Regions from separate parts of the Rattus norvegicus genome. Here region 2 is linked to region 1. The links are chromatin contacts, called in public Hi-C maps. All regions are on one chromosome and are shown on one strand. Each heading gives the region's core, a stretch centred on a gene start, on an enhancer-like site or on the middle of the called end of the contact. The rest is flanking DNA. Distances are from core to core; before and after follow the strand shown.

Region 1 (3,154 bases), core at 421-2,920:
TTCCTAAAATCTATAATGTGTGGCTGAAAGGGCAAAGGCTTTAGGCCTCCAGGTGCCAGATGTTAACAACCCTGATTCCCCTGTCAACATGTTTTGTTTTGTTTTGTTTTGTTTTTAAAAGAAATTATATGTGTATGGGTGTTTTGCTAGGTGCTTTTGAGGTAGGCCAAAAGAGGGAGACAAATCCCTGGGAACTGTTGTGATATGCCAAGAGGGTGATGGTAATTAAATCTGAGTCTTCTGCAAAAGAAACCAGCACTCTTGATCACCAATCCATCTGTCCAGCGCTCCCCAAACCCCAAGGTAATTTCTTGAAGTAGTAATTAAATGAAAAATTCTAGCCAACTTACATATCTATGAAGCATGAGTGTGTGTTATTTCCCCTGTCTCCATGAACTAGAAGAAAAAGCAAAACAAAAACAAACAAAAAACCTGATAGCAACAAGCTTTGATATCGGTTTCAGCCCTAGGGGTGTTTGCAATTTTTGAAAAGACAGAAAAGATCTGGAGTAGCAAAATAGTGTTAACGCTGTTAATAAAGTGCTATAAGGACGTTGACGGCTAAGGAAATGATGGATTATATCATAGGTGCACTCAATTGTTTTCTCTGTTCACAACCCACCTAAGGCTCTATTTGGAGGCTTGAATCTTTCACCATTAACTTAAATTAAGTTCAAAAGTGTGTGAATTGAGTTATTACGCGTGAGTCATTGTGTTAGGCTGGCTGTAATCAGAAACTATTCCAACCGCGTTAAACCCCAGCACTTGGAGTGGAAAGGAGTTCTTTTGGCAGCATCCCAAACCTTTTTTTATGAGTTGGGAATTAAATTTCAGCCGTAATCTCTTAGGCCTACCAAATATCAACCTTAGGTCTGGGGGCGTGGTTATCAAAGTTCTCTAGAGGACCTTGCCTGATAATACCGTAAAAGGCCGGGTTCTCTCAATTCTAAAGCAATGTTACGTTTGACCTTCCTTTAAGAGCTGTACCCACAATTATACTGTGCAGAATCCGGAGACCTCTGCGTTCACGGTTCATTCCTTGGTTCCGCCCCTTTAGGCACCAGCCGCCCAATCGGGAACCGATCTGCCACAGACCGCACCCCCTTCACTAGGCCCCGCCCTCCCAGCGCACAGCCCGGCCCAGGCCCTAGTTCGCGTTTTGAGCCCCTGGTGCCACCATAGCTACTGCTGCGGCTGCCGCGGCGGAGCTGAAACGGTCGATCGCGATGCCCGAGGGCTCTGTGAGCTGGGCCCCGAGCGAACGGGGGCGCTGACGAGTTGTAGGGGTTTCTGGAGTGGGCGGTGGACTGTGGGGTGGGTGGGCTGAGAACGAGCTCCCAAGACTGGGGTGTGGGAGGGAGGCTCTCGCATTGGATCGGGCCAGCGCGAGCCCGGCGGCCACCGCGGTGCTTCGGCCCCTTGCCCGGTGGCTTCGGAGGCCTCCTCCCTTGGACACCGCAGTTACCATGGGAACACTTGGGCTGTAACCAGCGCCAGACTGGTCACTAGCCCATCCCGTTCTTCAGTTAAACGCCTCTGGCTGGCGTGGGCCTGACATTTTTTCACTCCAGGGGTCGTACTCACCCTGTAAAAAAATCTAGCAAGATAGTGTGGGGATGGGGAGTGGGAAACCACAGGGCAATGCCCAGAGTAAGAGTTGGTGACAAGCAGAAGACACCTACTGTGATGATAAGGTTGCTTCTGCCATCTCAAGCCAGTATAAGTGACTATCCGAAGGCCGTGTTGAGCGAGAAGGCAGTACCGCTGTTGAGACAAGTCCTAAGGCCAGGCCAGGGACTGTCCTTAGGGGTTCCTCGTTATGATGGCTGGAGAAGGATCAACCATTACAAGCCGCATCAAGAACTTGCTGCGGTCTCCATCCATCAAATTACGCAGAAGTAAAGCAGGAAACCGGAGAGAGGATCTCAGCTCCAAGGTGAGTCCTTTCCGAAGCCACCTCTTACCTACTCTACCCTCCTGCATCCCTCCTGCATTTCGTTGCTTTCTAACCTTTCTCTTTCTTGGGGGTGGGGGTGTGGGGGTGGGAAAATGAAATTCCTCTGTTGACTTTAAAAGATAATATACGCTTATCGTTCACGACCTGATTTGAGGTTGGAAGAACAACAGCAGGCGTGGGTGGGCTGAGACGCAACCATGGCTTGAAGAAGTGCATAGGAGGAAGGCAACCTGGGTTTAACAGGTCTTCAGTTCAAACTGAGTGTGTGCTTGGGGAAGCAGGTTGACATTTTATGACTCAGTTTCTCTTCTTGGAAGAGGACAGTGAAATCACATATTCTGTAAAGGACCTAGCTCTGACTAATGTATTAGTGTAACAGTTGGGGTTATAATGTCAGACTGTAGTAGCAAAAAGAAATACACTAATACACTTCATCTAAGAGAGCAAAACAGTTTTATGACAAGCTTGGTGACGCATGCCTGTAATCCCAGTACTAGTCAGAGGCAAAATCAGTGTGGTCTATATAACAATTTTCAGGAGACCCAGGGCCACATAGTGAGACCCAACCTGTCCAAAGAAGATGTAGAAGATTGAACTGGCAAGATGGTTTAGTTGGTAAAGACCTTTGCCAACAAGCCTGGTCTGGTTCGGATTCCTTAGACCCACAAGGTGTAAAACAGCTCTTGGAAGTACTTCTCTGACTTCCACATGTGCTTGCACACATGCAGGGGAAGAAATAAATGTAAAGTGGTTTAATCTCTTTCAGATACTTAAATTGATTTCACTGGAACTTCTTGGTTTCTCGTGGTAATGTGAAGGAGCCACGTGTGTTCCACAAAGACAGCTCTCTTGGTCTTGGTCCCTGCAGCACTGCTCGTTCTGATTATTGTGTGCCAGCATCCTTTTTCTGGGCAGATGCTCATCGTCCATTCTTACATGTCTGGGTTTTGGTCCTTATGCTTGTTTTGTATTTGTTTGTTTGGTTTTGTGGCAGGCTCTGGTTACATAGCCCTGGAAGGGTTCAAACTACAAATCCTGCCACAGCATCCTGAGTGCTGGGATTTCTGACACCCAGTTCATGCTTTATTCAGTTTTGAGGATTGCCACAATTTGGGGCATACAAAAATAGAATACATTTACTTAATCCCTTGAGAGAATCTTGAACATTGTTCCCACAGGATCAGATTAGGTTTTGTG
Region 2 (3,133 bases), core at 261-2,760, 170 kb after region 1:
GGTCTTCTGTTGTCTAGTCCAGGCTATCCTAGATTGCCTTAGGTACCCCAGCTTCTCCAATCCTGGCATTACAGGCAAGCATCATCACAATTAGCCCCTTGCCATCTTTCAAGGAGCCAGTTACTGTAATGTATCTAGGTTCACTCCTGAGGTAGCATATTCAACACTGTTTTCAGCTCATTAAACAGCATCAAATGAAACAATTCCAGCATTGTTTCCCCCCTCTCTTTGTTCACATTTCAAAAACTACAGTGTATTTTCTTTGTTGAGTTCATTCACACTGTATCCGCAGGACCTGGCTTTAACATATTTCTTGTAGTAACAACTTTTCTATTTGTTCATAGGAGGGGAAAAAAAGATGTCAAATTTAACCGAAATGGCATGTACCCCAGACAGATGCAGTTTTCTGAACACCTGTTGAATATCAAATGATGGCGAGTGTTCTGATTCCAAAACTCTGGATCCAAACCTTAAATGTTCAGTCACTTCGCTTCGAGCAATAGGGGTCTGAACTCAGAAAAAAAAAAAAAAACAAAAACAAAAACAAAAAAAACAAAAAACGAATCTTCCCAAAGATAGGGAAATAGACGCCTTATTTAAAAAGCAGCCCGTTTCATTGTAAATTATTTCTCGTTGAGTTACTTCAAAGGAAGCTATATGATTGGAACTGCAGGGCAAGCCGGTTATTGCTTCTGGAGACAGAGCGACTGTGACAAATATTTTCAGTTTGTCAAGGGTGAAGAAATGGAAACTAACAAACAGTAACTTGACACTCCCCTTCATTCCACAGGCTGGTGAGGCAGCTACACAGTAGGCTAACTTCCTATAGATAATAAAGCTGAAGGTAGCAGCTGTTGTGGCGGAACTTGGCACCTAAGGGCTTGGCAGTACTCCCACTGTGGCGTTCACTCATTCCTTCGTTCACTCATTCATTCATCATCACTGTGCTGGAAGGTTACCTCTCCACCTAGGAGACGCATACCTTCATTATCACTTTCAGTCCCAGGCTGCGCTAATGATGAGTCTTGACCTCTCTCCCTTTCCTGCACTCCCAGGTCAGGGTGACAGGCTCAAGGAAGGCCTTGGCAACAGCAAGAAAGGGGCTCGCAATGCGCTGGGGGCCGGACTCAGGGGAGCCTTGCGCAACGGGAACCGGTTAGGGCCGGGGGAGGCGACGGGCCACCAAGCTCGGAGTGTAGCCTGAGGGCAGGCCGTGCCCTAGCGGAGGGGGAGCGTGCGGGCAAGGCAGGTTACCTGATGAAAGTGGTCTTGCCCGTGCTGTACTGGCCCACCAGCAGGATCATGGGCTTGTTTTCGAAGTCGGCGTCCTCCAGCGCTGGCGAGTGGAACTCGTGGAAGCGGTACGCCTCTTCCAGCGGCAGCACCTTGCGTTGGTAGAGTGAGCGCAGGCCTCCCGTCACCGTCTGCACCGCGTCCATACCGCCCGAGCGCTCGCGCCCGCCCGCCTGCCGCCCCATCCAGCTGAACATGCCGCCGCCCGACAACTTGCCGCCACCGCGCTTCAGTCAGAACCCTAGAACCGCGTCGCTCACTCTAGGCGCCGGAGAAGCTCTCGCCACCGCCCGCTCCCGGGCCCGCCCCCTGCCGCAACGACCAATCATCAGTCGCTGCGTCACGGGAGCGCGCTCATTATTCAGAAGCGATCTCAGGTCCTTCCTCATTGGGCGTCTGCCAGCGGTGGAGGTTCTAGCCAATGGAAAGGCGTGCCTTGAATTATTGATGACGGCATCGGTCTAGAGGGCTGGGCATGGAGAGGGTGTAGTCCAGGCGGGGTGACACAGACTCGTCTACCCCTGTACATCCTTCTGTCCAGGTGGCGTTGGCTTCCGGGCAAGTCTGAGCTGGCAAGAACGAACCACCGGAGGCCGTCCTCCTGGAACTCGACTCATCCCAAGCCTTTGGACGTGGATACTGGGGACAGAAAACTCAGAAAGTTGACAGACAGGTTCCTTTCCTGGGGCAGGTGTGCCCTGTTTACTGTCGAAGATACTCAGGCTCACCGATATAATTGGCAAAATTTGAAGAAGAGAAAGTGAACTTCAACTATTTGCGTAGACATTTCTCCTGCCTCCATTCAATTCTGGATCATGTAAAGGCCTCTTTCTCCTAGACACTGGTAGAAATCACCTATGTATCCTAAGCGAGAAACAGTGTTAGCTCATTTTCAGTGTGGCCAATGAGGCCAGCTGCAAAGGAATAACCCGAGGCTTGTTAAAATACAGATCTCGGTTCTTGCTACAGACCTACCAAATAAAATGTTGAAAGATGCAGCTCAACAAATGCCTGCAGATGATTCTCGTCTGCATAAAGTCTGAAGAAAGATCATTTATGAATTATTTCTTTAACTTGGGGGAAATGCAGAGCTGATTCAGCAAGTAGTTGTAAAATTGCTTTTTAAAGATCGCTCAGATGTTGCCAATGCAGTGAAAGGGTGTTTATGACAGCTTTGTTCATCACTAGAACTTGGAAACAATCAAGATGGCCTTCAGTAGGCAAATGAATAAGCCATGTATATCCAGACAGAAAGCTGCTGTCTCTAGGAGGTCAATTTATTAGTGAGGTTTCTGGCTTCAAGAACAAGCTAGAACCATGCTAGAAACAACAATTGGACATTCAAGAAGAAATCTGCATGCCTTGGAATAGCACCAAAACTAAGAAATGTTTAGAGCTAAATCTAAATCGAATGTACCAGATCTATATGCTGAGAATCAAAATATATTTCTAAGAGAAATGGAGGCCTAAATATACTGCCCATACCATATTCATGGACCAGAAGACTCAACAGTAAGATACAAAACGTCCCCCAATTCATTCAATGCAATCTTCAGCAGGTTTTTATTTTAGTCAAAATTAACAAAATGATTCTAAATTTTAGATGGTGGATGTGAAGGTCCCAACATAAATCAAACCATGTAAAATATAACAAACATGAAACTCTTATATTGCCTAGTTTCAAGACTAATAAAGCTACGAAAATCAAGACTGGGTGGTGTTAATTCAAACATTATCTAATAAACATAGACTAATGACATTTCAGCAACAAGCAACGAGCTTCTGTAAGTTTATCTTGACTTATGACATCACATTTTAGTTTGTGTGAGTCCATTCCATG

The links. Hi-C and Micro-C count contacts between places; a contact is called where the count stands out from the background.
Region 2: a contact with region 1 is called in a Hi-C map of psoas muscle, with 2.3 times the contacts expected there. The contact joins the promoter of Ehd4 here to the promoter of Mapkbp1 in region 1. A contact is called at or near these places in 2 of 12 Hi-C or Micro-C datasets (mammary epithelial cells and psoas muscle).

What each region holds. Positions count from the first base shown.
Region 1 is chr3:127,399,942-127,403,095 of GRCr8, forward strand. Mapkbp1 (mitogen activated protein kinase binding protein 1) reads left to right here and starts at 1,671. Exons shown (of 31, transcript NM_001108589.1): 1 at 1,671-1,936. The coding sequence starts at 1,820.
Region 2 is chr3:127,574,253-127,577,385 of GRCr8, forward strand. It overlaps Ehd4 (EH-domain containing 4), which reads right to left and starts at 1,511. Exons shown (of 6, transcript NM_139324.2): 1 at 1,255-1,511. The coding sequence starts at 1,490.